Linked DNA regions of Arachis hypogaea: region 1 is linked to region 2. Evidence: chromatin contacts called from public Hi-C data. All regions are on one chromosome and are shown on one strand. Each heading gives the region's core, a stretch centred on a gene start, on an enhancer-like site or on the middle of the called end of the contact. The rest is flanking DNA. Distances are from core to core; before and after follow the strand shown. Region 1 has its middle 10 kb from the start of LOC112758521. Region 2 holds the start of LOC112758069 (gibberellin-regulated protein 1).

What was found. A called contact is a pair of places that touch in the nucleus more often than the background predicts.
Region 1: a Hi-C map of leaf shows a contact between it and region 2, with 3 times the contacts expected there. The contact joins the enhancer-like site here to the promoter of LOC112758069 in region 2. A contact is called at or near these places in 2 of 8 Hi-C or Micro-C datasets (both in leaf).

Annotation. Positions count from the first base shown.
Region 1 is chr16:573,648-579,635 of arahy.Tifrunner.gnm2.J5K5, reverse strand. No RefSeq gene overlaps it. Among protein-coding and RNA genes, the nearest start is that of LOC112758521, 10 kb to the left of the region's middle. Within about 2 kb of position 2,760, at least 2 of the 3 cell types and tissues checked have open chromatin away from gene starts, as enhancers often do.
Region 2 is chr16:539,525-545,570 of arahy.Tifrunner.gnm2.J5K5, reverse strand. It overlaps LOC112758069 (gibberellin-regulated protein 1), which reads right to left and starts at 2,437. Exons shown (of 3, transcript XM_025806644.2): 1 at 1,965-2,437; 2 at 1,836-1,872; 3 at 1,158-1,747. The coding sequence starts at 2,042. The coding sequence ends at 1,566.

The sequences.
Region 1 (5,988 bases), core at 1,511-4,010, 34 kb before region 2:
TTAAATGAACATAATAACGACATTTTTTCTCATACCTTGCGGAGTCTCTGTTCTTATTTTTGTTTGTTTTTTCTTCTTCCTTTCGAAAGCTTGATGCGATTCTGGAGTAGGAGCAATTTCCGCAGAGAACATAATGGAGGTTTGAGAGATTTTGAGAGAGGTTTGAACTTCTCCAGTGGCGGTTTTGAGGTTGAAAAAGAAACGTTGTTTCATAATAAAGGCGCAAATGAATGTTAAATGTTTTGGGGTTTGGGCGCGTGAATACACACTCATATAATGGAATTGAGTTTTTTTTTGTGTTGGATCAGCTTGGATAAATTTGGATGGAAAATTACACGGATGTGTAGTATGACCGATATTAAAATGTACAATAAATAAGATAATAATAAATACATTTTGATGTTTTAAGTTAATATGTTATTAATTGCTATGTTGTAGTCGATTATAAAAACTAATTAATTAGACAATAATATTAAGAAGATAAAAAATTAATAGAATTTATTTTATTTAATATTTATTAATAATGATAAAATAAATTCTATTAATTTTTTATTAATTTTTTTATTACTAAATATTTTGGTTAACTAGAGATGCATTTTGGTTGTTGCTCGGCCATGCAAAATAAATTATTTAAAAGATGTAAAAGATTAACTACTAAATTACAAAGTAAATTATTCGAGTTTGAAGGAGTTGACTATTCATGTGACGTAGACAATATCCATAAATTAAAAAAGTAGGTGTACATGCACCTAACATTGACCCTCATCCTTCCATCACACTATGACGCAACCATGCCCGGGAATTTTTTTCCATAATTTCTATAAACAATGTAAGGGGTAATTTTTTTGCAAGACATGAGAACATTATTAGTAGCATTGTGCATATATAATAGCTTAATTAACCCAATTAATAACAGTCATAGCATAAAATAAATAAGGTAAATAAATATATTAGTAGTAGAAATAGATAATAGATAAAATATGAAATGCAAAGTTATATTATATCAGCATAAAATTTTAAGGACACATTTAATTTGAACACATATATATATCATCTAATCAACTATTTATAATGCGTTTAACAATTTCCCTCAGACACATAAAAAACCTTCAAGTTTTAAGAAAAAATATATTCTAATAATTAACATAATTTATCTTAAAAGGTATTTTTAAAGAAGACCACTTCGATAAAGACACAAAAAATATCTTTTTTTTAAAGGTTTACGTATGTTATGATATTATTGGACATTTTTATTAAATCGGTTAATAATTTTATTTTTTAATAAACCAGAATAAAATTTATTTATTATAGCAACAATAATAAACCTAATTATTCGCATTATAATTATTAGACCCGATTTGATTAGATCGATTTACACAATTTAAACTGAATCATGTTTAAATTTTTTATAAAAAGACAAATATATCTCTGATTTTTATTTAAAAAAAAACAAAAAAAAATCTATGATCCAATAGGTTATGTAAATTAGTCGGTTCGACCAAATCTGATAACAATTGAGTTTATTGTTATTAAAAATCGGTTTTATTCTAATTTGTTAAGAAATTCAAAAATAATCGGTTCATTATACATCTAATAATAATGCGACACATTACAAAAAGACCTTTTACGCGTCTTATTGGGAGTATCTCAATTTTTAAAACATCGTATTAGCAAAACTCTTCTCTTTATTTGTTTCATCTATAACATTTCTACCCGATAAATAAACTTAGTTAGATTCGTTCTCATTATTGTTCAAATCAAATTCTTCCTCTTCTTCTGTTTGTTCTACATATACTATGTTAATTTAGTTTATAGCTAGGTAAACATGTTTTAGAGAGTTAGAGACATAATCATATATGGTGGTCAAAGTAAGGAGAATTTTCTGCAATAATTGGAAGGGGGGAAAAAACACGTTAGGCTGTAGGATAGCCTGATAGAGTGATAGGTATTTTGTTTGGATTGTCATTGACCAAACAACGAACACTTTTCGAAGAAAGGGGACACGATGAAGAAGCTTAGCATTGCATTATTATTATTATTATTGGAGAACACATGTATATATGAATATGATGATGATTATGTGCGTTAGCACTTAGCACATACATGGTCATATTCATTGCTTTTCTTACTGTCCCTTTGCCTTTGGAATTTAGGAAATTCCAACTTGCCACCGAATCTAACATCGCACTATGCCACTATGTTATGTAATTAGCTTAGATGCTTATATATAAGTAATTGCTAATTTAGGTTAGTTGGGCTGCTAGTTCTTCTGTTAACGTTGTATGAACAATTTGGTCTCATAATTTTGTAGTAGTCTGGTCAAATAATGCTTTGAAAAGGCTACATTTATACCTAAGAATTTAAAGATAATCACCCCTATATATATATATATATTATATGCTTATAAAATGTGCCTTGTTTTTATGCATGTTATTTGTATATTTCAATTTAATATCTATTTGAAACACTAATTTAAATCTAATAGATGGGAAATATTGAAATAAAAATGGAAGGTTTTTTTTTTTTTTTTTACCAAAGATAAGAGACTCGAACCCGCAATCTTTTAATTGAGTATGAAGAGACTATGCCATTTGAACTATAACTCATTGGCAATAAAAATGAAAGGTTGGAATATTGGAATGAAATAAATTTCATGGATCAAAGAAAATGGAATATTGGAATGGCGGAAGAAGTGGGTCTATATATTCCATATATGGCCCAATACTAATACGAATATTGAAAAAAGAGAACTGAATGTATGAAGAGACGGCCCAGAATATACATCCCAAAATTCAAGCCCAATTACCATTTTATGACCCTCCCAAAAAATACAGATAACAATTAGAAAATGGCAACCAAGCTAGGTGGATTAAGTAGTTTGTTTATTAACAAAGTTGGTGGTTGTTCAGATCCGCGATGGATTAGTCTTTAACCTGTCGGGTTAAGGGATATCGTTTAGGTAAACAAAAAAAAAAATTAACAAAGTTGGTGGTTGAAAATCCGCCTTGTGCAATTTTAGTATATACAATAATTTATTAGTCAAAAGCAAATTCTTTTAAATAAAGAAGTCCTCATCATTGATTTATTCAATAAATATATGATATTACTGATGAGTAGAATATTTAAAATTTAGAATCACATTAAAAATTATATTCTTAAAAGATATAATAAAATTTGTAATACTTCTCTTTCGTAATTAAAAATGTTCATTTATGAGGTGATCAACTAAAATCTTATATCCAATTATATTATTAGAAAATTAAAAATGTTATTTATATACTAAAATTAACTATCAATATATTTATATATAAATTTATGTGTAATTTAATTTATTTTTAATGTATATTTATATTCTAATATATATATTTTATATTGGTAGCTAATTTTAATGTACACATAGCATAATCGATAAAAAATTTATCAATTCAATTTAGTTCGGCCGAAATGAGAGCCTATATAAAGAGAATGGTCTTCCAACAAAATTCTTTTCTAGTTTGAGAGATCAAACTAATAAGATCACAAATTAAAAAACTGCGAGTAATAAGAAAAGAAAAATTATAATAATTTATAATCATCAACTTTGGTTTATGAATCATTATATACGCAGTTAATTTTGTAGTTTACTTTGTTTATGAAAAAGGACAAATGCATGTAAAATTGAAGGGATTCATCAGCAGGGTGTTCTCTTTAATCATTGAGAAACTCAGTTTATTTAAATTACATGTGTTTTCAGCTCAAGAAATGACTTCATATAAATATCTTAAAGTTGTTTAGTTTAAAGGAAACAAGCATAAGACACTATCATCATGCTTTTGGAATCAATAATGATTATCCCAAAGCTTCCTTCACTAATGATAATAAAATTCTCTAGGAATTGAAGACCGCTGATATATTATTCAAATATCTAATATATATTCTCATGAATATTACTAATTGCAACCCCCTACAATTTACCGATGCAATCACAAGTATCTTTAATAGGAGGTTTTTGGTGGCCAATATTATATAATGATTAAGAGTGGTTAAATTTTGACTGACCAATAAACACATAATATGTAGAGAGTTAGATAAAAGTTGTTAATTAAAGTGATAGGCCTTATTGTTAATGAGTAACAGAACAAAAAAAATAAATAAATTGACCAAAATGATGTGTATATTATATGGACCTTTGTTTTGAAGAAAAAAAATCTGTTAGTATTTTTTAAGTAGATAATTCTAAAATTTTAATGGTTGGGCTTTAGTGTGAAAATCTGTTATAATGCTAGATCAATAAGGCTGCGTTTGTTTACAGAGATAGGGATACTAAGTCACAAAATTATGTTTGGCAGGGGAGACATGAACAGAGATAATGTGTCCAGAGACACTGAATTAGTGTATTCTGTGTCTATCCTGACAGAAATGACATGGAGACACTAACAATGGACACAACTTATTTTTTATTTATTTTTTTATTATTCTTGTTAATTTTTTATAATTATATTTTTTATTGTTATATTTTTCATCTCAAATTTTTTGAATGAAAAAAATGAGAATAAATTGAATTTTCATAATTTGTTCTAGTTTATCACCAAACAGAATACAAGAACGCAAAATTTTGTGTCTTTGTCCATCAATGTCTTGTCCTGTTCTATTTTTAGTGGCTTGTCCTGTCCTATTCTTAGAAACAAACGCAGCCTAAAAGGTCATGAATTATTAATAATGAGAGAAATCTAAAAAAAACAAGAACTAAATCATGTAATATTTATGTGAGTTCTTACTATTAATGTATTTGTGACATGGATTATATGAGAGTATAAATTTATAAAGTGTTAAAATTTTGTAAGAAAATATTTTTATTTTGAATAAAAATAACTATTAATAATTATTTTTTGATATTATCATAGTTATTATTATTTTTGTTCTTGTTATTATTGATATTATTATTATTATTAAAAGAGAAATTTTGAAAATTAGTAATTTTTAGCAGTTTTGTTTATTTTTTGTAAATATAAATACTAAATTATTTTTAACAGATAAATTTTATTAATTTATGTATTCAAACTTTGAAAATTTTGAGTGTAAATGGTAATGATTCATGCATGTGCAAAACTTTAATAAACATAAGTGTAAACTGTATGTTTATTGTGTACAAAATTTCTATAAATATGGATACAAATTAGTACCGACTAAGTGCGGAAAAAAAAATGATAATACTTGTTAGTCATATAGCATTCTTCTTATTAAAAATCTTTATAATAGATTTATTAATAAGATTTACTTTTTTACTTTGTGAATCCACTAAAACTGGGCATCCGTAAATCTTAAATTCATAATGTCATACCTTCTATAATTTACTTAAATAAACTAATTGAAAATTAATCATAGTAGATTGTTTTTCCTCTCAATATTTATATACAACGTGGTCCTTGTATAAAATTATAAAGAAACAAATATAAAATTTGCAAAACCACCACGATTTGTAAAGTAAATTTATTAATTTTTATCAACGTTTATGCTTTCTTAAGATATTAATTTGTTAATTTTTATTTAACTAAAAATTCTTTGTTTTTTAATTTGATTATACATATTATTTGTTAATTCCATGATATAAGTTTTAAAACTAAAGAAGAAATGGATATTGACAAGTACGAAACGTAAAACTATAAAACAAAAAGAGTCACTCGTATTTTTTTAGGATATTTATATAAAATTACAGTAAAAGATATTTTAATCATAATAGAGTATAAAATATTTTTGTATTTAGATTATCAGGGACGGATCTAAAATTTTTAATATGAAGGGCTCGAATTATAGACAAATTTTTTAACTTTTTTTTTAGATTTTTTCATTATATAAAAGCACTTTAGGAATAATATATAGTTATTGAATTGGTTTTATTCAAATATAAAGAAAAAATCTTATAAATTATTTTTTGTAATATCATTTTTGATATGACAATTACATAAAAGAGACAACAATATCAATAATATATTATAAAATTATAATGGA
Region 2 (6,046 bases), core at 1,188-3,687:
GTCTAAATCTCTCGGTCTCAATCTCTCCGCCAACGCTACACTTGAGTTTCAATAAATAAATAAATAATACCAACTTTGTCTTGTTTTGACAGTTCAAATTAAAGAAATTGTTCATGTAGGTTACCTTTATATTGAATTTTTCTAGAAGAATAATGATAGGAGTTCAAATGATATGATTAACAACATATTGAATCGAACTTATTTAATTTTGTTTAATTTGTTGCTTTGTTAAAAATTTAAATTGAATTTTAATTTCAAATTGAAATTCTTATCTTACAGATGCTTTAAATATTTGTATTTGCCGAACTTATAATACACATCACTGTTGTTTTATATATTTAATGTTAAAGAAGTGAATTATATTTTAAACTAAAAAGAATATTATAGTAGTGGATTTTTATTTTTGGTATAGGAAGTGGACCACTTTAAACATGTTATTGTTATGTGCATAAAAACCAAAGCGGCATACAAATCAAAAGAGGAAGTACAAATATGGTTTGTTGGCGTGTGTTGACAGAGACATCTGTTTTGTCACCTATGCCAAGTACCTTACCTATATTATCCGAGTATAAGAGGGGGAAAAATATTATTTTCTATTTATTAGTTTAATTATTGCATTAGAAACATAGGGGAAAAAATTACTAAGTAATGAGATTTTCTCATAGTATAACATAATTTACTAATGTTCTAAAATTAATGAGATTTTAATATGTTTGTTGACCTATAAACTATAAAGCCTCTTCTAAATTTGAAGATGGTATGGAAACCAAAAAATTTGAAGATGGTATTTAAAAGAGAAATTGAAATTGGTATTGAAAAATATAAATTAAGAAATTGAAATTAAATTAAATTTTTGTAGTATATTTAGAATAAAATATATTAGACTGAATTATATTTTAATATTATATTTAATTTAAAATAAATATAAAAATTAAATAATTAAATAATTTTTTTTTAAAATATTATTAAAATTATAGTTTTTAATTTTAAAAATTTTAGTTCTATATATCTATTTCAACTATTTTTTGAAAGTATTAAAAAATTACAATTTTATATTTTAAGACTAAAACTTAGTTCTAATAATTATTGTTAACCATCAAACACAATAGATCAAGTAAATGTAGATATATATCAATAATGTCTATAAGATAATATAATTATAAAACATGAAATAGTAAACTCTTTTATTAATAACATAATTGATACAACCGTACAGCAAATTAAGGTACATATATAAACAAAATAAAAAGAAAACGAAACCACCAAATTCGCACAATAATGATTATTGATTCAACAAGGATTGAACAAAAAAAACGAGTAAATAATTATTATTCTTCCATAAGTTTATTGAGAGCGTGGTGATGGAGTAATATACACATGCATGGATTTAAGTAAGGTGAAAACTTAGATACAGTCAACTTTACGTGAAATATGTGAAATTGATAACTGAGAGTCGTTAGATAATTTGATTGATTGGACTAAATTTTCATCTAACGATTCTTAGCTATCAACTTCACGTGAAGTCAACTGCACCTGAGTTTTTACCTTTAAGTAATTGGTTGGAATTAAGGGCACTTGCGCCTGCCACCGTGAGTGGTCAAGCTAGCATAGCAAGGACACACTTCCTGGTTGCCGGCGGTGCCCGGCGGCACGCAGTTACAACGCTGGCAGCAAGTTCCACAGGCTCTGCGGCAGAGGTTTGGACGAGATGATAACCGACACCTTGCAGCACATGCTCCGCTACAGTCTGTAATTAATCCAAATCAATTACATCATATATATATATATATTTATGTGTAAAATATTATATGTTTAGTTTTAATTTGTTTGTATACCTATCTGCTGAAGAGAACCCTGCGTTTGTTGGTATGCCTGCAGTTTCAGAATAAACAAGTGCATGAATTAGTTAAACCATAAATTAAAGAAGTAGATAGAGGATGATGAATGTTGAAAGCAATTAAGACCTGGTGATCGGCATGAACAAGTTGAATGATGAGAAGAGAAGCAAGAAGGGAAGCAAGTAGAAGCTTAGAGAGAGCCATTTTTATTTGAAGAAGTATGTATGTGTTGAATGAGAAGCAGAGGATCGGAGTTGGTATTTATAGTTGATGAGGCAGGGGCTCTAGCTATGAAGTTGTTAGCATCATGATGAGTATATATTAATTAATTAATTATTGTATGGGAATATATGTATTTGTAGATGTAAACATACAACAAGTGGGGACATCAATTTTTGTGATGTGATATATACGCGCAAATAGAGACCTCAATTTTGATACAAAGTTTGGTGTCTTAGTTACCCCTCCACCAAATATAATTTCACATAATTCGAAGAAAACTTTTAAAGCAGATGAGCATTAGAAGCATCTGGAGGCAGAGGTTGCTTGGTTGGCTAAGGAGGATCCAAGTGCCTTTCATGCGCATAGATAAGCAAAGCACATAGACAAGCCTTTTTCTTTTTATTAATCTCTTAAACAAGCCTCCTTCCCAACCCCACGTGTCTTATCTCTATTTGCCTAACCCAAACTCACGTATGATTAAGTTAAAAAAGTGGTGGAAACTCAGCTTCAGATATCAACTTTACGTAAAATTGACTGCATCTGAATTTTCATCTAAAAAAATATAGGAGAATAATATTTTTTTTAAACATAAATAATAAACTAAAAAAATAAATTTTAATTTTAATATATTTTGCTCTATATAATATGTTTGTATTATGACTCACTTTATAATTAAGAATTAATTTATTTATTAAAGCACTTTTATTTAACAATAATTAATTGATTATTTTTTAACAATTATATATAGGATAGATTGAATATTAATATCACGCATTTTGTGATTAAGCTTACATGCTAGTAATCATTTTTTGTATATTTTATTTAAGAGGAAGTATGAGGAGCCAATGAAATATTTGTACAATATGTACAATAGAGGTTTAGGGGGTATTAGAGATATAATCATTAGTGTTACATTTTTCTATCAGTTGAAATTTTTGGGATAAGTGGTATCATGACATAGTATTAGAGTTAGTTATTATTCTAAATAGTATAAAAAATGTTCATTTTATAACTCAATAACCCATTGTACATATTGTACAAATAGTCCATTATCTCTCTAGCGAGACTTTTTATTTAACTATGGGGTGTGAGACGATAATTATAGTCCCTTTTTCAGTTGGAGAATAATCCTCCTTAATATATCCAGTAGAAAATAACGAGTCAATTGTGGATAACTTCGAGAATAGTAGTATTTGATTACTCAAACAACACAGAGTTGGGCGTGAAACAAAGAAACATTTATGGCAATCAAAGACTGAAGAGGTTGCTTTACGTGTATGACATTTGACCGTGTTATATGAGCAGCTATTATCTTGGCTTTTACTGGTGCGGGTCATGAGAGAGATTATCATGCATTATTATGCTCTATATATCCCATGTCTATCTAAGCCATCGCCACCTACTGCACTATAACACTATTACCATATCATTATATTACAGGGTCATATTATTATTATTAGGTCTAAGGGTGAAAAAATAACTATAGCCTTATATTCTTTTTTGTACATTTATAATAATGAAGTTAGAGTATGACTTAATTATTAAATACCGAGTTGACTATATATATGTATACATATGTGGAACCAAATAGAAATCAAATCAAATACGACAATATCTGAAGTGTTACATTTAGAGTATTATTTGATTTGAGAATCTGAGTTGCATTATTGATGAGGAGGGAAATTAAAGAGAGTGAATGCATGAATGTAAGGTTAGCAAAGTGGCTTGCCGCCAAGTTTGGCTTTGGAGAGATGGTGATATATGAAATTGGATGCAATATAAGGATGTGGAATAATAGGATGAACTATGTAACAAGTATTATTAGCCTACCTTTGACAGCTGTATGCAGTTGCCACCACCCCCCAGCTGTGATATGCTAATCACTAATAATACAAAAAACGTTCCGCCTTTGTTTTCTATCTTATATCAAACTAGCTCATAATTTTGTACTATATATTAATTGTGGTGTTTGTTATTAGTACCGGATAGTGGTAAAAGTATGAATTAGCTATAATAGTGCAATAATGTAGCATTGTTAACTGTTATTCTAAAAATAACTAATATTGAAATGGATTGAAATTATCGTATGTACACCTAGAGTTGGAAGTGAGTCAAGTCAATTTATGAGTCAATTTGAATTCGACTCGTTAATAGTTTGATAAGCTAAATTCGTGAGTTATTGATGAGCTAAGCTTGAACTTGAAATTGAGCTCATAAATTAAATGAGCCAAACTTAAGTTTAGATAAGCTCGGTTCATTAGCTCATGAGCTGGCTCGATTATATATATATATATATATTAATGATCTTAATTGTTTAAAATTTTATATTTATTTTTTATATATAATTTATTGATAGATAAATAATATATAAAATTGATCTTTTTAAAATATATAAGTTATAATTTATTGATATAAAATTATAGATTATATTCTTATTATTTGAGTCAGTTCATGAACTCGAACTAACTCGTGAGTTTTTGGTGAGTCGAGCTTGAACTTAAGAAATAGACTCGATTATTAATAAATCAAGCCGTGAGCCAAGCTTAATTTTAGTGAGTCAAACTTGAACTTGGTCCAATTCGACTCAACTCGACTCACTTCCAGTCCTATATGCACCTCGCAATATTCATCACAAATTATTTGCTATACATCTTTTATGGCTAGCAGTTTTATAATTATGAAGAATAAACAAATTAAATATCCCTGTTTGGGTATATAAAATTGTTCATTTATTTTTAACCAAAAGTTTATGGTTTATCCTCTTAAAAAATTCCAAATATAGCTTTAGGGTTTTTGTGCTAACTCAACAAGCAAGTGTCAATGCATGTTAGAGTAACAAACTCTTCTTTAGTTAGTGGAATGTTTGGTATATTATTAGATAGATTAATTATTTCTTGTTGAGAGAATTATATCTCATAAAAGAGTTTTATAACTTATATAGACATTTAACACATCATTAAAAGATATTTAATATATTCATTAATTTGTTTAAATAAGTGTTGAAATTTTGAATTTCAGTTTGTACATATAACAATCTATTATTTTTAAATTTGTAACGAATTAATTCTTGACTTCTCAAACAAATAAAAAACCAAAAAAATTATGTAAAACTATTTATACTTATAATGAATCAAAATTAAACTCATTATTTGGCTAGTCACAAAAAAAAAAAAAAAAAAAAAAAACTCAAATAAACAAATTAGAAGAGTGAACTAGATTACCATATATATGCATGTCATGTAATTATTTTTTATTTTTAAATCTGATGGTGTTAGTCATGATAAAGGAAAAGATAACATATATTTAAAATTTTATTCATTTAAATATTGAAAAGGATAATTAAGATGATGAATTAGTTCTAATAATGATTACTCTTTTGTTAATTTATCGAAAATGCACGAGGATTATATTGCGTTTCTCAATTAGAGTATATATTTCACATTAATGAGAAAGAGAATGATTGCTTGTATATATATATATATATATATATATGTATGTGTGTGTGTGTGGAAAGCCATTTGAATAAGGGAAAGGCGGCTATGGGAATTCGAAAAGCAATGAAAGCTTATTAGCTTGTGCATTGGAAAGGCAATTCCAGTTCACAATTCCTCATTCGAGGTGCGGGGCAATTTATAACAATAATAAGAGGACAAAATGTGCAAAATAATAATGCAAAAGCACATAATTAATTTAATATTCATAACCAATCATTAGTAGAACTGTTTAAGGTTAGGTAGAGTGGGATAAGCATCAAATTTATATATAATTAAAGAGAAAACCAGCTATATATACCAATAGGATTCCTCTGTATTAAAGTCATATCACCTTCTAGATTTTACCAACAACTAGTTGTAATGTGGTTAATTATCTATACGAAATGAAGTTTTAAAAAGAAACAAATTATTGCGGTTAGCTATTGAGTATTGACACGGATGAAGTACACACCACCTTTTTGTGAGAACTTGTAGTTCCTGAAAATCCTGCTG